Linked DNA regions of Mus musculus: regions 2, 3, 4, 5, 6 and 7 are each linked to region 1. The links are chromatin contacts, called in public Hi-C and HiChIP or PLAC-seq maps. All regions are on one chromosome and are shown on one strand. The core of a region is the stretch at or near the end of the contact, and the rest is flanking DNA. Distances in the headings are between cores, read along the strand shown.

Region 1 (2,700 bases), core at 156-2,655:
CCTTTGGAAAGACCTGTATCATTAATACCCTGGGTCTCTACTGTGTGTGCAAAATTATCTCCATGAAAACCAAATGAGAGTTCCCTCTGGGGCTCAGACTTAGAGAAGTACCTTGCATGCCTGGAATTTGGGACCCAGGGCTGGCACTTGGAGCTACGCTGCTCAAGGCCCAGCCTCTCATCGGGCATCACCTCGAAATGGAGGGAAACTGAACAGAGGAAAAGGAAGACCCAAGTAAGGAAAGGAAGGCCAGGCCCTGCCTGGGGATCCCAGGAAGACTAAGGCTTCACTTCTCAGCAAGTAAAACAGATAGAACGAAGAGGTCAATAGGTGGAGGTGAACAGAAGAGCTCACACCCACAGAATCATCTTGTCTTTATTGTCTGTCCCCTGACCATGTGACTTCTGGAGGCTGAAGGGCTGTGTAATATCCCCCTCCGGGGGCTGGCCAGGAGGAGGCAGGATCTTGGGTAGTCACAAGTTACTCTTCATGGATTCAAAGAGTAATTATCCCTAGCAGGGTGACTTGGCCCATTTCTTTGAGTGGAGCTCGGAAAGGCTACCAGTAGGCTTTATTGGTACAAACAATGAACAGATAGCTGCCCACAGGCCACAGCTCTGCTGAGTGAGGAAATTCTCCTCCTTTGCTCTCCACAAAACTTCCTAATGCAAGCGAGCGTGGGAACTGGTGCCAGTGTGAAGAGAACGCCACTGTTTCCTCTACTTACCAAGAGATGTCCATGCTAAGCCTATCCGCCAAGGGGAAAGCCAAGGACAACATCATTTGGGTTTTGATCAAAGTGGTCTTTTCATCCCACAATTAAAACGTGTCATACTGTTCCCAAGCTTTGAGATGTCAGTAGGTTGCCAGCCTAGCCCTCCCAGGATCAGCCACTCACGGAAAAGGGCTCTTGGTCTTCTTTTCTAACTTTTCTGTCTCACTTGCTTTCACCAAGAACCCAGCTCTCCCGAGCTGGTGCCCAGCATTTAAGTGATGAGAGCCGCATCCGGGCTCAGCAGCAAGTTGGTGCCAACGTTGAATTGCTGTTGAATAAACAGCAAGGCAATCTTTATCTAAATAATCAGTTGTTCCTCAAACCACAAATAACAACAGGATCTGAAAGCCACCAAATCCGCACAGGACAGAGAGAGCAAGAAAAGACTGAGGCAGGGGATTTCTGTTTGCTTGTTTGTTGTGCTTTTTTTTCTCTTACAGCCCCTCTCTGCTAAGCTCTGCTCAACTGTTTCCTTACACAGCCTGGGGGAGGGCAGGTGGAGGGCAGGAAGGGCATAGCTCAGAAAGTTTAAAAAAAAAAAATTGACATCACTTAAGTCACGTGATTGGCAAGAGCCAATGGCGGTGGGCTGTGGAAAGGGGAACAGTTAAATTTGTAATTTGGGTTGTGTGAAAACTTCTTTGGACCTCATAAACAACCACAGAACCACAAGTTGGGTAGCCTGGCAGTGTCAGAAGTGTAAGCCCAGCACAGTGGTCAGCAGGCAGGACGAATCACACTGAATGCAAACCACAGGCTTTCGCAGAGCGGTGAGCAGTTCAACCCACAGCATAGGCGGTGCTTTCGTCTTTTTTTTTTCCTTTTTTTAATCTTTAACAATTTGAATATTTGTTTCTGCAATAATTCTTTCCCCCACCCCCACCCCATAGGACCCATGGAGTACCAGAAGTGTTAGGGTTGGGGGTAGAAAGAGACGTGGGGAGCCATGGTGGGAGGTGAGGTCAGAGTAAGTGACATTTCTTGGTTTTTGCTCTGAAGGTGAAAGAAATTATAGAATCCCCCGCCTTCAGGAGAGGTGCGTTTTCGAAAGGAAACGATGGCTTCAGACAGCATTTTTGAGTCATTTCCTTCATATCCACAGTGCTTCATGAGAGGTGAGTACGCTGGTCTTTTTTATATCTGATTTTGCTCAGCTTTGCGCAGACTAAGATGGCAGCCCGTGGACCCTCCGGTGCCTGCCTGAAGTCCCTGCCTGCTTGTGGGGGGAGGAATTCAAACAGAGGCTGTTGACTCTGAGACCACGAGATTATTATTTGTCAGACGCCGTGCTGCGGGGATGTTTTAATAAATGCTTAGGCTGTTGAAATATTTGGTCGCTGGGTGAAAGTTGTGTCAAGTGCTCTGAGCCGCTCTCAGTTAAAGTCCCAGAGATTAGAAGGCTGGCGCGGAGGACACTCTTTGGGTTTTATCTGGCTGTGCCTTGCTCTGAATGATTCGCTTGCACTTACTCTGATGGCAGCAAGCTGTCTGGCCCTGGTTCTGAGTTTGGCTTGCCCCTGGGTTTAGCAGGCTCAGTACTTAGCTGGCCGGAAGAGCCGGTGCCAGCAGAGTGGTCTCCGAGAGGCAGCTCACAGGTATACCTTGGATCAGTGCGGAGATTTCAGGGCCAAAGTGGCAAGTCCACAGAGGGCAGGATTTGGGCAGACTCGTTCTGGGAAAAGCCATCAGAAGATGCTGTGTTGTGCTGTGGTTTTTCTTTCAGCCTCAATTGAAAGAGGCAGCCGGCATTGCTCAAGACAGAAAGCCAGCAAGTTGTGGTACACAGTCTCTCTCAGAAAGAACTATGAAGCCATTTCCTAAGTCCACGCACTGTCACAGCAGAAATTACTAGATTACAGACTTATGGGTTGGCACCACGTAGGTCCCTGAACCTTCCTGCATTTTTTACAGCGGCCTTATGGAAC
Region 2 (2,700 bases), core at 125-2,624, 390 kb before region 1:
TGAGAAATTATGTGTGTGTGCATGTGTGTGTGCGTGTATGTGTGTGTGTGCGTGCGTGTGTGTGTGTGTGTGTGTGTGTGTGTGTGTGTGTATAGTGGTTTTTCAAGACAGGGTTTCTCTGTATAGCCCTGGCTGTCCTGGAACTCACTCTGTAGACCAGGCTGACATTGAACTCAGAAATCTACCTGCCTCTGCCTCCCAAGTGCTGGGATTAAAGGCGTGTATCACCAACTGCCCGTCTGAGAAATATATTTTTACCATGGTTTTCTTTAAATAATTTTAATTGTCTATCACTACCACTCTCCAAATCAGGAGCATTTCCTCCCACTGGTAGTTCATATAATTTCTGTTTATTCAGAAGTCTTCTTGGGCTAGCAACATATCTCAGTGGGAGAGTGCTTAAGCCCATACAGAAAGACCTGGGTTCCCTCTCCAGCACTGGATAAACCAGATGTGGTGGTGCAAAGCCTGTAATCACAGCACTCAGGGTGCAGGCAGGGGATTCAGAGGTGCAAGGTGAGCCTCCAGCTATATAAGGAGTTTTAGGCTAGCCTGGGGTACCTGAGGCTTTGTGTCTGTGATACATGAAGGCCATTGTGTTTTTGTCACACCCTAGATGCTCCAGCTGTCTAGTGGGCTGCTATAGCTCAGTGGTGAAGCCCAGTCCTGGGAGCTGGCCCCTCGCTTTGCTCACGAATGACTTGGGTGATTATAGACTCTGGTTTTCTCATCATAAAACAAGAAAGAGATTATTGGCTAAGACGTGAGCAAGGTACATCGCTTTTAATACCAGATGCACTATATATAGCCTACAAACATTGTTTAAAACAAAAGCCCAAATTCTCCAGTGATGAGAAAAACTACCATAAAAACATTAACACAGAGAGCTTCCCCTTGAAGGCTGTATAAATAATACAAGCTTATTGTAAACAGGGTTTTTGTAGAGTCAGGAAGGACATAGAAGACAGTCTTTATTGCTCCTTCTTTCAGACAATGGGAGTGTAGACTTTCAGCTTCTTCAAATTTGCCTGTGTGCGTGCCTTAAGATTTCTATCGTGAGTCAGAAAGAGGAAGCTGACTGTTAACAAAATGTTTTGTTGGGGGTAAGGGTGAAAGCTTCAAGAAGTTTAAATGTTCCTGAAAGAAGATATGCTCCTAAGCCAGTGGTTCTCAACCTGTGGGTCATGATGCCTTTCGGGGGACGGTTTCAAAGGACCTTATCACAGGATCACCTAAGACCATACAAAAACACAGGTATCTACATTTCAATATAGAACAATAGCAAAATTACAGTTATGAAGTAGCAACACACACAATTTTACGGTTGGGGTCACCACAGCATGAGGAAGTCTATTAAGTGTCTCAGCGTTAGGAAGGTTGGGGAGCACTGAAGACTGACTTGTGTATTGTGTGCTGAGGCCTAGCCTGCCCACAGCCTCTCTCTCTGTCACCAGTGAAGCTCCAAAATTTGCTGTTGTCTGCTCTTCAGGCATCTCACGAGAGATGGGGAGAGAGAGGCTCATGGAGCTGTATGCCCTGTGGAACACAGAGCCTACGCTTAGATTGCTCTGGAAAAGGAGGTGGACTCTACCTGACCGTGTAACACAAAGCAAGCTCCCTTGGCGGCTTCTTCATGGCCATGGGACCTGTGGACATTCTCAGTGCTCCTCCTACTGGGACTCTCCTCTGACTCACAGACCCAATGGAGAATGTTCAGGACGGTGAGGCCCATGGCCTTCCTGACCTTCAGAGCACTGTGCCACCAATCCACAGAGTCTTGCTTTCTGGGGTTTCCTACAAGGACACGAGGTTGGCCTTACAGCCCCACGGTGGCCGAATCCCCGTGGCCTGGAATAGGGCTACTGGATGTTGCCTTGGGCAGAGCTCAGCATCTTTTGCTCTCTTGGAGGATTTGAACTCGTTGGTAGTTGGATGTGTCTTATTAAAATCCCTGGTCATGAGGGATTAGGGATATGGTTTCACGTGGCTCGTGAGCTCTATTTTACCTGGGGAATTCATTCCTTTTGTTTTGTTGATTTTTTTTCCTCTCTGCATTTTTGGCTATACTGAGGTAATACTGGGAGCACCGAGGTTGCTTACATGTGGAAGGCAAGGCCAGTGTGTAACTATGTGATCTATGCTAGTGATGTGCTTGCCCTGCGATGAGAAGGAAGTGGGGACAGACAGGTTTTGAAATTTCCTTTGAGGTTGCGTGTAGATTATCTAGGGAATGAATTTGTTTCCCAAGTTTGCACCAATCCAAAAAACCTGGAAAAAGCACATAGTTCCACGTTGGGGGTGGAGGGGATGCACAGATAACGTAATGAGAGAGCTTGGAGCTACTTTGCCCAAGGGAACAACAAAGTCATGGAGAAGCCTGAGCTAGGCTAGTTCAAGGACAGCCTGGAGACATACAGAGGTCAGCAAAGGGTCATGGGTCCACAGAGCCAGGCTAATGGTTCATGTTCTCCTTGATGCAGGGGGAAGGGACTGCTGGTTTGAGGTCTCATCAATGTATCAGAATCCCTGCAGGCAGGCCCAAGGTTTTGATATTGCTACAGTGCGATTTTGTCATCTACAAAGTTCACACTGAGAACCTCAAGTTACAAAAAAAAAAGTCACACACAAAAAGTATCATAATACTTAAGCTTACTGTTTTCCTTAGGCTACATACAGAGCTATCCTAGGCTACATACAGAG
Region 3 (2,700 bases), core at 101-2,600, 360 kb before region 1:
TATGCTCATGTGGGTAGTTAGAAAGACAATGTGAAATAAAGGTGTTCCTGTTAGATTGGTGAAAGAGAGAGAGAGAGAGAGAGAGAGAGAGAGAGAGAGAGAGAGAGAGAGAGAGAGAGAGAGAGAGAGAGAGAAATGGGAAGGCAAGTAGCAAAATTATCAAAGAGAGAGGTAAATAACCCTTGCTTTAAGTCTGGAAAATAAATCACTTTCAAATTCCTTCAAGACAGGGTCTTGTGTATCCTAGGCTGGCCTCAAACTCTTTCCGTAGCTGGGGACGATCTTGAATTAACCTCCTGCCTGCTCTTCCCAAGGGCTAGGATTATAGGTTTGCACCATGACGCCTGAATCATGAGCTGCTCCGGATGGAGCTCAAGACTCATGCATGCCAGGTCAGGATTCTAGCATGTGACACACCCCAGGCCCTGTTTTGTTCCTCTCTAGTCCTAAATGGAAGGTCTACTGAGATTTGTAATCTACAAGCCAGCTCTGGAGTTTTGCCAGCATCTTTATAGACCTTTGAGCAGTTGCTGGAGGGGACAGAGCCATTCTTCCGGCCATCTGAGAACCTCTGCATTTGGGTCAGACAAGGCTCTGCATAAGATGAAGGGTTGCAGTTTCTCTGCATAGTCTGTAAACAATGTACTGTATTTCATGGGTTAGTGTGTGTGTATTTGTATTTGTATGTGTGTGTGTGTGTGTGTGTGTGTGTGTGTATAGTGTATAATTTAGTATGTGTATGTGGTTAAGTGTGTGTGTGTTTGTGTGTATAGTGTATAATTTAGCATGTGTACGTGGTTTAGTGAGTGTGTGTGTGTGTGTGTGTGTGTGTGTGTGTGTGTGTGTGTCCTAGTGCATGTTAGGAATGAAAGAAGTCAATGTTGAGTGTCTTTCTCAATCTTTCTCCACACGAGCTTATAGCTCAACAGTTTGCCTAGGACAGCTGGCTAGGGAGGTTCTTGGATCCATCTGTCTCTTCCTGAGACAGCCCCCTGTGCAAAAGCCAAGACAGGCTGGCGATTCAAACTCAGGTTCTCAGGCCTGTGTAAACACTTTACCAAGTGAGCCCTCCCCTGGCTCCACTTGCTGACTTAGACACAATTCTTTGATGGTAGTATCATTTGGATGTGTTTCTACCCTTGTTCTACTAAGGCAGGTCAATATCAGAGCCGTGTGTCTCAATGACTAAGCTCCTTCCAGAGTAGGAGCCAAGGTTATCAATGGTGTTCATGAGGATAGAACAGAGATGCAATGAGAAACAAAAGAATGGGAGTCACGCATTGACTGTCTCCAGCTCCACCTTAAACTGGCAGCTAGGCCTGCTTAGATGGGCTTTCTTCATCCCTTTCACAGAGCATTTGACTCATGGCCATTTATTTGGAGCCTTTCGAAATAGTCTTCTGTACAGAGCTAGAATTTCCAAACTTTGAAAATACAGAGCTTGCGAAATCTTAAATATCTGTGATTCCTTGAAGGCCAGAGTGGTTGCTTTTGATAGCAAGAAGAAGGACAGGACTGGCTTCGTGGGAGATTTCAACCATGAGTATCTTCTCAGAGGGTGGAATGATCAAAGACAAAAAGGGAAACGTTTGTGTTATGCATTCATGAGCAGCTGCCTGTCCATGTCGGCTATTTTTTTTAATGGGAAGAATATGTAACTTAAAAATTAGAAGAAAAGGTGTGACTTAAATTTGTGAGAAGATATCTTCTGTGTTCAAGGAGAGAGGTTCCTGCCCACATTATAGAGCACACTATGGGGGTGGTAGCTGTGCTGTTTGGCCTTCACAAGTCTGTCTTTGCCTCCCTGTTGTAAAAGCCCTCACTGTGACACCTGTTGGGACCAGTGGTTCCAACTGCAGTTGCGTCCATGATGATTGACCTAGGAAAGAGACTCGATGTCATCGACATTCCTTATGCTGGGGTCACCAGGCCTTGTGGGGGACACACTCAAAGTTAATGCATATCCATTGTTGGTCTAACGTTTGAAGGCAGCTGGCCACATTCTGTTCTCGTAGATTAAATCTAAGAGGCTGGCCCTTGGAAAGGGGGCCTGTGATGTTCTAAGAGATCTCTGTTCACAGGAGTGACCCTGTATCATCTCTGTGTGGAGGAAGGCACCCGTTCTCTCTGCTGTCTGGAAGAGCTCTGGGTCCTCACCACACACCGTGGGACACAGCCATCCTCTCCGCGTGCATGGCATTCTGTGGCTGGAAGGAGCTGAGACTGAGAAGATAGCCCACCTGATCTTCATCCCCTCCCTCTCAGGTCAATAGACCAGAGCTCTTCCTTGGTTACACTCCAAGTTCTGCTGACAAAACAAAGCATGCACAAATGGGAAAGGGCGGAGCTTTAGAGAGGCACCCTAGTTGAACCTAGGGACGGAAGTCAGCACATAGGGCAACATGGACTCCTTGAAAATGGCTGCAGTGAGAAGGAAGATGCTTCCAATGGGCTGCTTATCTTCAGCTCTGAGCACTGATGACCTCTGCACAACAGATTGTGTGTGTGTGTGTGTGTGTATGAGTGTGTATGTGTGTATGTGAGTGTGTGTGAGTGTGTGTCTTAATTCCCATACTTTTAAGTTAGTCTCAGGCCTGTGCAACAGGCACATATGTACCCTAGAGTTTGGTTTATTAAGTGAGGAGTCCTTATGATGGATTTGGGGGCAATAAACAGATGCCAGTCATATCTGTCACAACC
Region 4 (2,700 bases), core at 148-2,647, 410 kb before region 1:
GTGTGGGCTTAAGACCCTCACCCTAGCTGCCTGGAAGCCAGTCTTCCACTAGCAGCCTTCAGATGAAGATGTAGAACTCTCAGCTCCTCCTGTACCACGCCTGCATGGATGCTGCCATTCTCCTGCTTTAGTGATCATGTACTGAACCTCTGAACTTGCAAGCGAGCCCCAATTAAATGTTGTCCTTTATAAGACTTGCTTTGGTCATGGTGTCTCTTCACAGCAGTAAAACCCTACCTAAGACAGAGCTTTATGAGAGCCTGGGTGATCACAGACTTTCTGCATGTGCAGCATCAGATCACAGGAAGCCCCTGTCCCCATCTGTAAGTGTCTGACATCCTTCCCTCAGAATGCTGAAACATAACTCTCAAGGGTCCAAGTTAATGACAACATGGTTTGTTGGCACAGTTGTTGGCCCAGGCAGGCAGGAGTCAAAGTGGCTCCTTGGCTGCTCATCCTGTATATCTTCCAACAATAGGAAAGCTGACCACAGAGGTCACATTTCACTGCTGTAGAAGCCACTACTGGAATGCTCTAGTTGAGGCAAACCCATGGACTTGATAACTGCTGTTGGGGTTCGTTGAAGGCTACCGTGTCAGATGCTCTGCTAGCTTGGGTTAAAGCTCTAATAAAGGAAGACACACCAGTCCCCAGGCACCTCTCAGGGCAGCAGAATTTCGGTTTAGTCTGTTAAAGCTAAATAATTCATCCTAAGAAAGAAGCCAGCTCATCTACCCCAAAGTAACGTCATGCTTTCCCTTCCATAAGAAGACAACGGGGGCATGTCAGTGTTGGTGTTAAGCAACCAAGGTACAACCCAGTCCTTGCTCAGTGGCACAGCCACAAAGTATTTGGAGATCTGCCCCAGTCCACAAACTGCTAATGGGGGGAAAAGCCATTTGCTGCCAACCCACTGTCTGATGCTGAGTTTTTACAACCGCACTGGTGATCCAGTGTAAATATGGCCTCTACTCCCTCCTCTGCAGGGATGATCCCCTGAGGTGAGGCTGGATCCCGAAGCTGCTGAGTTTGTGTGACCTTTGTGAGAGAAGCCAGCACCCCATATTGCTCAGTGGATGTCTCTGTGGGTTTCTTAGAAGGGGTTCAGCTTGCCCTCTGAGAACCCCAGTGGCTTTTGCTATGCTTAGGGTGAACATTTTTGCCTTTCTTGTTGACATTTTAAACTGACCACTGGCTGTGGGCTGCTGTCAGGGTTCCCTACATGCCCGGTGCAATTGCATGAACATATTGCAAGCCTCGTCTGTGGGAAAGGTGAGGGTTTTGGCTTCAGAACCCAAAAGCTCTTCAGCTGACATTGAGGGTGGAGCAAAAACAGAAATGCTGGCCTGACTCAGGGATTGTGGGCAAGTCCTTGGAGGTCTGGCCAGACCGGCCAATTCCTGTTAGGGCCTGGACTGCTCCTGGGGTTTCCAAGACTCATTCCCCTGCTGAGCAGGCCTGTGCCATGTGGACAGAGTTTCCCAGAAAGTCACCACAGGAGACAGAGACTTTTACTTCACAGCAGATTTTGCACCACACTCTTTCCACTCTCGATGGTGTGAAGTTGTTGCTAAACCCTAAATGGCTTGTTCTCATCCCTCCCCCAACGGCAGTCTGTGATTGCAAAGACAGAGAGAAGTCCTTGGGAGCATAGTGAGCCCAAAAGCCCAGAGCTTGCCCGCCCAGGGTCCAGGAAGTCAAAGTCTCAGTTTTGAATGGTTGGGGGTGACAGTAGTTTGTCTTCTCACGGTTTGTGTCTGTCATATTTGATCTCGTCACAGCAGCATCTTGTAGGGATAATGTGGAGACTCCGGGTACCAGGGGAATTCAAGGGTGCTTCTGACTGTGTAGGGTTATGTGGTCACCTACTAATTTGCTTCGGTGAAAGCACACTGTCACTTGGGGATCACAGGCTCCAGCTTGGTTCTACCATGGAGAGGAGGCAACATGAATCTTATGGCCGTAATTCACTCAGTGCCACTGAGCGTGGTATACAGGCAGGTCCTGTGGAAGAAGGGGAATCGCTTCCATTGGACAAGACCTATGCTCAGGGGAGTAGAGGGCAGATATAAGTATGAACAGAGATGTTATAGAAGAAGAGGACTTAGCTCCAAATTAAAATCATACCTGGCCAAAATGCTAATTAAGTGCTTTAAAATACAATGTATTCTAGCCACTGATCCATGCCTCTAGACCCTACAGCTTTATTTATGATGATAGTATCAGTATTATTATCTCAAAATAATTGCATATTACACAGGTATATATGATACAAGACAAGAGATAAATTTCATTATGTTAAGAAAGCAGATTTGAGCATACAGATACAAAATAAAATAAGTGAATCAAGTAAAAAAATCCTTTAATTTTTCAAAATACCTTAAGAATTCCTTCATTAATTCTCCCTTTCTAAGGATACACATTTTTCCTAGTTCTCACAAGCTAGAGAATCCCAGTTTCTAACAATATGTGATTGGACAAAGCACTAGGCATATCTTTTTTTTTTTTTTATTGAAGTGTTGCTCAGCAACAAAAGGATGGGGGCCAGTTTTTGCAATGGTAAGGTTACATCTCAGAAGTGTTCTATTGGAAGAAAGATGCCATCTTCCAAAGGCTACACAGTGTATGGGCTTTTACTAGGGATCCTGAGACAGGAGAGACTCTGATAGAGTGTGGGAAAGTGGCTGTGTGGGAAGGATT
Region 5 (2,700 bases), core at 164-2,663, 330 kb after region 1:
ACCTTGACGAAGAGGGTGATGTCGTGCTCCTGTCCCGGATCCCCCTCCTCCAATGCTGGGCCATTCTCCCTGCGGCCGTTCACTCGCCCCAACTCTTCTCCACCCTGGACGCTGGGCTCCTCAGCTAAGTGGTTGCTGAGCTCTGCCTGGGATTCCTCCTCGTGTTCGGTGGATTTGGCCTCCTCTCCATCAAGGCTGCCGTCGGGGGGCTTCTCTTGGATGGCCCCCTCGCAGGGTCCCTTCAACTCGGGTTCTGGCCTCGCTTCTTCCTCCCCGGTCTCCTCCTGGAGCTTGCCCTGGTCCCCATTCTCATGAGCATCTACTCTCGCATCCTCGGAAGCTGCTTCCTCGGACCCGTCTTTCCCCAGGGTCTCCCCTTCCCCCGCGGCGTCTGCGGCCGAAGCGCCCGCCAGCTCCCCGGACTCGTTCCCTCCGATCTCTGTGGTTACAATCTCAATCGCCTCATCCTGGGGCTGAGGGCTGCTTTCCCCTCCACCCTGGGGCTCACTCTCCGACCCAAGTGGCCCTCCTGCGGGTGCCTCTGTGTCCATGTTGTCCCCTGCAAGTCCCTGGACTTCTGGGTTGATCTGCAACCCTAGCGCGCCGCCTCCCTGCGCTTCCTGACCAGATTCTGCCTCTTCCCCTGCCTCTGAGGCCGTGGGGTCCTCGGGCTCCCGGCGAGAGTCCCCAGGGACCTCGGGGGCCTCACCCTGAGAGTCTAACCCAGAGCTCATCCCCTGCACCTGCTGGGCGCTTGGCGCCTCCTCCGCTCCCTGCGGGATCGCGCCCTCGGGGTCGCGCTCCGCAGCCTCCGCTTCACCTGGAGCTCCGCTGGCGCCCGGCGTCTCGGCCTCAGGGCCGGTGCGCGGGTCCTGCGCCTGCGCTCCCCCAGTTCCCTCGTCCTGCCCACAGCCTCCTTCCTCCTTCCCCGAGGCCCTGGCCTCTACGCCCGCCCCCAGGTCCCTAGGTGCCTCTGCAGCTTCCTCGCTCGCTTCCCGCCCCTCCAGGTCCGCAGCTCCTGGCTCTCCTGGTCCCTCGATTGTCGCACCTTCGGGTTGCCCCTGGGAACCTGGAGCGACCTCCTTGGGCTCCGTGGCCTCAGCCATGGTAAAACACCCTTCCTCGACGCTGCTCAGGGTGAGGGGCAGGGGCTGACGTGCCCCCTCCGGGAGGACACCCCACTCGCGGTTCTAGAAGCGAAGGTTTCGCTTGATGCAAAATCTAGAGGGCCCCAAGACTCTATGTCCCTTTTCCCTGTCTTAAGGTCTTTGGGTTCTTCCTCAAGAGTTCCTGTTTCTCCTAAATTCGCGCCCGGACCCCAATCCTTCTGTGCAGGCCAGGGTGTGGGGCTAAAGAACTCAGCTTGCCTCTTGAAGTCTTTGGAAGAGATGGGCTGGTTCCCTGCGGTCTCAAGGGTTGACCAGAAATTCTCAGAGCCAGTTCTCCCCTCTTAGGGCTTGGGCGGGGTTTGTCTTCCCCACCTCCTAGCCACTTTGGGTGGCCTGGGAAGCTAGCCAATGACAGCCTTTCTGCGGCTTTTGTGGATTTTAATGAAAAGACTGATTTTACTGGCCACTTTAGCGTTTTCTGGAACAGCTTCAAGTTTCAGAGCCATTTAAATCACGGTCACATACTTCAGTATTGGATTCCCACCTTACCTCACTTCACCATGAAGGCGACTCTGATGCTGAGTGGAATAGACCCATCCCATCCCTGCCTCAGGTTCCACAGAAAAGGTATTAACCCCAAAGGGAGGAATGGCTGCCCTCCCATTTCTGTGAGTTCCAGGAACCTAAAGATGGAAGGGACAATAGCCTGGCGTGCTTGTTGAGGTGGTGGGGGGAGGGGAGGAGAACCAGACGGATACCTCTCCTTCTCCAGCCCCTGAAGACCCTAAGAATCTGTGCATCCCTCGGACTCAGATTTCCTTACTCATGTCCAGTGCTTGGGTCTCAATATCGTGGTTAGGGCGTTGGGGGTTGAAGGTGGGGGAAGAAAATTCGGGATGGGAAAAAAGGAAGTTATAGAATTAACTGGGCCAGGAGTCCCCCACTATCACCCGTCAAAAACTTCTTTCAGAGAAGTTTTCAAAACTATTCCACTGAATTGATAGAGAGAGGACCTCCCACCCCAAACTGTGAGGCCAGCATTTCCCCCTTATCAAAGGACACACCAACTCTAGACCAATATTGCTGATGAGTATAGATGCAAACATTATTAACAAAACACCAAGGGTTTGAATACAACAGCATATCAAAAAGATCATCCACGGCTATCAAGTTGGAGGTTGGAGGTTGCAGTGGTGGCTCAACACATGCAAATCTATAGGCGCAATGCGTCAAAACAACAGAATGTATGACTTTAAAAATCACATGCAGGCTGGAGAAATGGTTCTGGAATTAAGAGTGTGTACTGCACCCACATCAGGTAGCTCACAACTTCCTCCAGTTCTGAGGATCCAACGCCCTCTTCTGGCTTCAAATGGCACCTGCACTCACATGCACAAACCCCTGCAAGAATAACATATATACAGATGATTAAAAAATAAATAAATCTTTTTTTTGAAACAAAATGTGTTCATCTCAGTAGGTACAGACAAGGCACTTGATAACATTCAACATCCTTTCACAATAAAAGATTTGAATTTTTTTCATAGACAGATAATATCTCAACATAATTTAAATTGGTTGGGTGTTTTGT
Region 6 (2,700 bases), core at 172-2,671, 310 kb after region 1:
AGAAAGAAAGAAAGAAAGAAAGAAAGAAAGAAAGAAAGAAAGAAAGAAAGAAAGAAAGAAAGAAAGAAAGAACCACAGTGACAATAAGAGAATAAGTATCAGAAGCAGGTAAGAAGACCAAAGGACACTGTGGTTGGAAAAGAAGATGGAGCTCTGTTGAGGCTCTCAGCTGAAGCAGCCGGAAGGAGACACCCCACAGCCCCAGGGGCCCCTTTGGCTTTCTTTGACTCTGATACATTGTAACTCCTCTGTCCTCACTGGGAAACTTTCACCCGCCAGGAGGAAGGCAACAGGGCTGATTCTGCAAACCCTCCCCATACCGAGTTCTCTGCAAACCCTCCCCATACAGAGTTCTCTGCAAACCCTCCCCATACCGAGTTCTCTGCAAACCCTCCCCATACGGAGTTCTCTGCAAACCCTCCCCATACCGAGTTCAAAGTGTCCAGCTGATGAAGGGAGCTGACTCTGTGGGGCTGGCCTCTCACATCACACTCAAAAAGAAGGGAGACCTATAAAGCGTGAGCTGTGACCTTTGTCCCCCCTCTGCTTCCAGCTGGGCAGGCAGAGACAAGGTCTGCTGCAGGCCACCACAGCCCCATGTGCCCAGCCAAGGTGTTTTTGACGGCAGTAAAGCTAGTGTTCCTTTTGGTCATAACGAGTTTTCGATAGAAACACGAGGAGTGCTGGGTGCTAAAAGCTTGGGAAAAACTCCCCAACTGGCTTTCCAAGCAGGTCTGCCCTTGACCACAGCTCTCTCCACCACTGATGGATAATGACAAGAATATGGGAAAAGACATTTGAAAACTATTTACTAATACAATAGACGGGGGAAATGACCCTTTAAAGAGGCCAGCTTCCTAATGCACACATCACCTTACGAGGCAGAGAGGGCGGTGTGAATGATATCCAAGCTATACATTTTGAGATGGAGGTGATATCCTGGATGATTAAGTTGGTCCAAGCTAATCATGTGGGTTCCCACAGGGAGACCTTCCCCTAACTGCTATCTGGAAAGTTTTGACCAGGGAAGAATGGTCACAGATGAAATTAGCTCTAACGCTGAAGGGGGAGGTCGTGGGTCCAGGAGAAGAGATGGCTTCGAGCAGCTGGAGAATAAAGACTGTGGACTGTCCCCTGCAGCTTCAACGCCAGTGAGGCAACATCATGCTTGAACCAGAAAGACAATCAAGTAAGAAGCCGAAGTTGCTTAGGCTTTCTAGACTCTAGCAATCTATTACAGTAGAACCAGAAAAAACCTGCAGCTGAAGTTCCCATCGGAAATCCTCGACCTCTGCCCGAGACAGTTTGGCAGGTGATCCTCGAGTCAGACAGAAAGAGGGACAGCCTGTGGCACAGCGGGTGCTGAGCCTAGTTCTAGAAACTTCCTTCATGGAGCTACTCCAGGAAGTTGTGTAATGGCCACAGGGCCCAGGCAAGGTAGGCAAAGCTTCCTTTGTTTGCGGCTGAGAGGATAGCTCTTCTGTGTGAACTCCAGAACTCCCAAAGCTGTTTTGATGTCAACATAGGAGACCTCTCCCATCCTTCCTTCTGGAAGCAATGAATTTTTCTAGCTGGATTCACAGCTTGCCCTCAGAGACCTAGTCACAGAGACAGCTTCAGGAGGGCATTGGTGCCCCCTCGTGGTTACAAGATATAGTCCGTGTGTAGCGCTTGATTCACAAGGGCCCTCAGGCTTTAGGGTCCAACTGAAAACGCCCTTAGGTTTTAACCCCTTTAGGTCATTAAAGTACCCAGATGTCGCCAGACCATGGCAGTGGGTGTCCTCATGCACCAGATTTCAGTGCTAAGCCGTAAATTCTATATCAGGAGGATGAATGGGTCAGTGAAGTTTTGCTGGGCAAGCATGGATACCTGCTGGGGGGCAGAGATGGGAGCGTCCCTGGGGCTGGCTGGGCAGTGGAATCAGCTCTAGGTTCGGGGAGCACATATGCTTCTCAAAACATCAGTGGAGGGAGAGGAAGACAGCTAGTGACCACCCCTAGCCTCCACACACGCCAACATGGGCAAGGGCACACGCCACACACATGCTCATGTGACCACTCCACAGGTACAGGGAAAACGGGGGGCACACACACATGCACATGTGACTACATCACAGGAACATGGGAAACATGGACAGTTCACACACATGCACATGTGAGTATTCCACAGGTACATGGGAAACAGGCAGTCTAGGAAGACCAAAACAAAATGCTCTCCCTAGGCAATAACCTTCTATAGTCTACCAAAAGCTACCAAGGGGATATAGTCTCGCTGTCTTCCAAGCTAACACTGTCCCCAACAAACCTGGGCCCTCACAGTGAGCCATTAAAATACAACTTAACTTGAGACCAGCAAGAAGACTCAGGGCAGCTTGTTAGGAAGATGCCAATTCCAGGAGTGTTCATTATCTCTCACTGAACTTGGAGAGCAGAGACAGAGAGAGAGGTAGGTGAGCAGCATGGCAGGGACGCCGGTGTGCTGGGCAGAGTGAACCCTGAGCACCTTCAAATCCAGCTTCCTCAGTTTGTTCGGAATCCCCTTGCTCGCTCGTTCACAAGTTCTTCAGACTCATCTCTCTCTGTGATGTTTCTAAGTGCTGTGGAGATGAAGGCCCGGTAGCTACTTATTAACAAAGGGGGAAAGGTCCAGGGGCCTCATGATACTCGGGTTGATTTTAGTGGCCAGTGTATGAAGTTC
Region 7 (2,700 bases), core at 95-2,594, 280 kb before region 1:
TTGTGGTCACTTCTCAGGTACATCCACCTCGTTTTGTGAGATAGAATCTCACCCTAACTGGTCATCAAACCCCAGGGACCCAACTGTCACCGCCTCCCCAGAGCTGGCATTACAAGCATGCACCACCACACACACCTTTTTAAGCGTGGGTCCTTGAACTTGGGTCCTCACGCTGTCAAGGCGGACACTTGACTTCCTGCACTGTCTCCCAGGCTTGGTGCCAGTCCTCATTGAGGAATAAGCCAGACATCCAGCAGTTGTATTTGATCTAAAGCTACCCCATCTTGTCCCTGTCACCTAGGTGTGCACAACACGAGCTTTCTGTACTCTTTATCCTAGAAGACAGAAGCCATCTCTGCACACCAAGGACCATAAGACAATATGGATTTCATGACTCCCTCAAACGTTCGTTAAGGCTGGCCTGTCAGGGTTGGGAGTACACATATAACTTAATATACATCTTTTTAGGTCCATAACAAAAAGTGTTGTATGCTTGCAACCAGAACAGCGCCATATCCTAATTATTATTTATTATTGTCATCAAAGCCACAGCTACTGGTCTTGATAGTGAGAGCTAACATGAAATAGATATTGACAAACTATTCACCGATTTAATCATCTCTCCAGCCACTTGTGTTTGCAAATGAATCTCCTGTCAACATCAAATCCTCATCAGCATTCCACACTCAGTGTGTGAGGATCATGTAAAATTGATGAGCTCAGATTTCTATTAAATGCACTACCTATTTCTGGGGTTACTTATATGGGCTTTCTGGAAGCTTGGAATCCTGGTGTCTTATAAACAAGACAGGCTCTGGCCTTTTACTTTAAAAGGGTCTTTAGAAAGCTTTTAGGACTATGCTGAGATGGAGTGCTCGTTAGAAAGATTGGAAAGAATGGAAAATTCCATGTGTGTGAGATTCCTGGGTAATATGTACAAATTAAGACTGTAAAGAAATTGATGGGAGCAATGTACATTTAATTTCAATATTTTGTGTGAATGTGTGTGTATGCACCATGTGTGTACATTGTCTGGGGAGACCAGAAGAGGGGGCTCAGCTCCCCTGAAATGAAAACGAAGTTCTAGATGGTGGGTGCTGGGAATTGAACTGGAGTTCTCTGGAAGAACTGCTAATGCTTTAAACCATTGAGTCATGTCTCCAGTCCTTTATATTTACTTTTAATTTATGTGTCTGTGTGTGCTGCATGTGTGTGCAGGTGCCCTTGTGGCCAGAAGAGGGCGTCAGATGCCAGTGGAGTTATGGGCAGTTATAAACCGACCAATGCAAGTATTGGGAGGCGACTCACATCCTTTGAAAGAACAACAGTTGCTCTAAAGCTCCGAGTCATCCCTCCAGTCCTAACAGGACATTGTTACTCATGTATTTATTTGCCTAGAAGTTCTATGTTGGCCTTAACCATAACGGGACCTAACTCTTGGCACCAAACACTATGCGAATGTTGAGGTATTATTTCCAAGCCCTGGGAACAGCTGCTGTTTATTGTGTTACAGTCGCCACCTCCTGAAGAATGTGATTCTGTTTCAAAGATATCCAAGCACTGACCAGGCAGCCTCAACCCAGATGAGCTGTGGCAACCAACGTGGCACGCTGTTATCCTGCTGTTATGAGGTGCACTCCATCAAGTGGTTCCAGATCCTTCTCCCCTGTGCCTGCAAGGGGAGGCTCTGTTGACTTTGGGGGGGCTGTAAATCCGAGTGGCACTTTTATGATTGAGGGGTAGACAGTGGTAGAGGATTTGTGTGACGCTCTATGAAAATTAGCAAATGCTGCAAACTCTGAGTCAGGAAGATTCATGGGAGGCAAGCCTGGGTTGCAAAAGGCATGGAGGCTTCCTGGAATCCGTGAGCTTCTGAGGATTACAAGAACGATCCCGAGGAGCTTGCCAAGGCCGCTCCTGTGGGATTAAGTGCACGGCCAGCTCTCAGACTATTCCTTGTATTGCATGGCTTGGGAATGCAGGGGCAGGGAGACCGCTAAATACCCTTGGCACTTTGAACTCTTTCAGCTTAGCACCCCTTGACATCATCAAAAATTTTTTTCTTTCTGTTTAGGGGAAGAAAGAGAGAGAGAGAGAGAGAGAGAGAGAGAGAGAGAGAGAGAGAGAGAGAGAGAGAGAGAGAGAAAGGAAGGCAGACCTAATTTGAGAAGCCCCATCCTCACCACAACCCTCTTTAGAACAAATGAACATTTTTCTCATGAGAAAGGTGGTTGACCTTCAATGAAGGACCTTTTGCTCCTGAAAAAAATTAGGAAATAATGTAATAGCTTATGTGTAGGTTGAGGCACTGATCTTATCCACACATTTTTTTTTTTACTGTTCTCAAAGGCTAGAGAAAATGGGATATCTGAATTTTTTAAGATTTGAAATATATAATTCGACCTAAAATAATCTCACTTTTAAGGACTTGGTCTGAGGAAATAAATAATTATAACTGACAAGAGTGAAAGTCATTTCAGAACTGCTCATAAGATCAAAAATGGTCTACTTTTATGTCAAAATGTTATAGATGACGTAAACAGTGTCATCTATAATGTGTTTCTAGAAGTACTCTGAGCTAGAGAGCTGGCTCTGTAGCTAAGAGCCCTTGCTGCTCTTACTGAGGACCCAGGTTTGGTTCTCAGCACCTATTTTAGGTGGTGCACAGCCACCTGTAACTCCAGTTCCAGCGATCAAACA

The links. A called contact is a pair of places that touch in the nucleus more often than the background predicts. HiChIP or PLAC-seq counts read pairs in DNA pulled down with a chosen protein or histone mark.
Region 2: a contact with region 1 is called in a Hi-C map of the HPC-7 cell line, with 4 times the contacts expected there. The contact joins the enhancer-like site here to the promoter of Runx1 in region 1. A contact is called at or near these places in 3 of 39 promoter capture datasets (the HPC-7 cell line, cranial neural crest and pre-B cells), 3 of 484 Hi-C or Micro-C datasets (the G1E-ER4 cell line and the HPC-7 cell line), 2 of 115 datasets of contacts at active chromatin or transcription factors (acute myeloid leukemia and large pre-B cells) and 2 of 9 other capture datasets (adipose tissue and liver).
Region 3: a contact with region 1 is called in a Hi-C map of the 63-12 cell line, with 4 times the contacts expected there. The contact joins the enhancer-like site here to the promoter of Runx1 in region 1. A contact is called at or near these places in 6 of 39 promoter capture datasets (the 3T3-L1 cell line, the C10 cell line, the HPC-7 cell line and 3 more), 2 of 15 datasets of contacts at CTCF or cohesin (large pre-B cells and pro-B cells), 12 of 484 Hi-C or Micro-C datasets (the 63-12 cell line, the Ba/F3 cell line, the C10 cell line and 6 more), 9 of 115 datasets of contacts at active chromatin or transcription factors (the 230-238 cell line, Th17 cells, acute myeloid leukemia and 5 more) and 2 of 9 other capture datasets (adipose tissue and macrophages).
Region 4: a contact with region 1 is called in a Hi-C map of the C2C12 cell line, with 4 times the contacts expected there. The contact joins the enhancer-like site here to the promoter of Runx1 in region 1. A contact is called at or near these places in 3 of 39 promoter capture datasets (the C10 cell line, cranial neural crest and embryonic stem cells), 3 of 484 Hi-C or Micro-C datasets (the C2C12 cell line, bone marrow-derived macrophages and natural killer cells), 1 of 115 datasets of contacts at active chromatin or transcription factors (large pre-B cells) and 1 of 9 other capture datasets (liver).
Region 5: an HNF4G HiChIP or PLAC-seq map of pancreatic cancer cells shows a contact between it and region 1. The contact joins the promoter of Clic6 here to the promoter of Runx1 in region 1. A contact is called at or near these places in 1 of 115 datasets of contacts at active chromatin or transcription factors (pancreatic cancer cells) and 2 of 9 other capture datasets (embryonic stem cells and pancreatic islet).
Region 6: a contact with region 1 is called in a Hi-C map of the Ba/F3 cell line, with 4 times the contacts expected there. The contact joins the enhancer-like site here to the promoter of Runx1 in region 1. A contact is called at or near these places in 1 of 39 promoter capture datasets (embryonic stem cells) and 4 of 484 Hi-C or Micro-C datasets (the Ba/F3 cell line, the C2C12 cell line, muscle stem cells and 1 more).
Region 7: a contact with region 1 is called in a Hi-C map of the C2C12 cell line, with 8 times the contacts expected there. The contact joins the enhancer-like site here to the promoter of Runx1 in region 1. A contact is called at or near these places in 6 of 39 promoter capture datasets (the 3T3-L1 cell line, the C10 cell line, embryonic stem cells and 2 more), 2 of 15 datasets of contacts at CTCF or cohesin (large pre-B cells and pro-B cells), 12 of 484 Hi-C or Micro-C datasets (the C10 cell line, the C2C12 cell line, adipose-derived mesenchymal stem cells and 5 more), 4 of 115 datasets of contacts at active chromatin or transcription factors (the SCID.adh cell line, Th17 cells, microglia and 1 more) and 2 of 9 other capture datasets (embryonic stem cells and macrophages).

What each region holds. Positions count from the first base shown.
Region 1 is chr16:92,824,779-92,827,478 of GRCm38.p6, reverse strand. It overlaps Runx1 (runt related transcription factor 1), which reads left to right and starts at 1,405. Exons shown (of 8, transcript NM_001111021.2): 1 at 1,405-1,545; 2 at 1,775-1,890. The coding sequence starts at 1,833.
Region 2 is chr16:93,214,210-93,216,909 of GRCm38.p6, reverse strand. No RefSeq gene overlaps it. Among named protein-coding and RNA genes, the nearest start is that of Gm30530, 22 kb to the right of the region's middle. Within about 2 kb of position 1,374, at least 28 of the 459 cell types and tissues checked have an H3K27ac peak or open chromatin away from gene starts, as enhancers often do. A contact at or near this core is called in the G1E-ER4 cell line, the HPC-7 cell line and acute myeloid leukemia, where this site is marked.
Region 3 is chr16:93,188,306-93,191,005 of GRCm38.p6, reverse strand. Gm30530 (a long non-coding RNA gene) reads left to right here. Exons shown (of 3, transcript XR_385063.1): 2 at 2,082-2,265. Among named protein-coding and RNA genes, the nearest start is that of Gm30530, 4.1 kb to the left of the region's middle. Within about 2 kb of position 1,350, at least 25 of the 459 cell types and tissues checked have an H3K27ac peak or open chromatin away from gene starts, as enhancers often do. A contact at or near this core is called in the 63-12 cell line, acute myeloid leukemia and adipose tissue, where this site is marked.
Region 4 is chr16:93,237,193-93,239,892 of GRCm38.p6, reverse strand. No RefSeq gene overlaps it. Among named protein-coding and RNA genes, the nearest start is that of Gm30588, 24 kb to the left of the region's middle. Within about 2 kb of position 1,397, at least 20 of the 459 cell types and tissues checked have an H3K27ac peak or open chromatin away from gene starts, as enhancers often do. A contact at or near this core is called in the C2C12 cell line, where this site is marked.
Region 5 is chr16:92,496,860-92,499,559 of GRCm38.p6, reverse strand. Clic6 (chloride intracellular channel 6) reads right to left here and starts at 1,413. Exons shown (of 6, transcript NM_172469.3): 1 at 3-1,413. The coding sequence starts at 1,106. 2410124H12Rik (RIKEN cDNA 2410124H12 gene) reads right to left here. Exons shown (of 3, transcript NR_165041.1): 3 at 2,190-2,510.
Region 6 is chr16:92,518,957-92,521,656 of GRCm38.p6, reverse strand. All of the region lies in intron 1 of Clic6 (chloride intracellular channel 6), which reads right to left. Among named protein-coding and RNA genes, the nearest start is that of Clic6, 22 kb to the right of the region's middle. Within about 2 kb of position 1,421, at least 16 of the 459 cell types and tissues checked have an H3K27ac peak or open chromatin away from gene starts, as enhancers often do. A contact at or near this core is called in the Ba/F3 cell line, where this site is marked.
Region 7 is chr16:93,106,180-93,108,879 of GRCm38.p6, reverse strand. No RefSeq gene overlaps it. Among named protein-coding and RNA genes, the nearest start is that of Gm30474, 25 kb to the left of the region's middle. Within about 2 kb of position 1,344, at least 38 of the 459 cell types and tissues checked have an H3K27ac peak or open chromatin away from gene starts, as enhancers often do. A contact at or near this core is called in the C2C12 cell line, embryonic fibroblasts, muscle stem cells and 1 more, where this site is marked.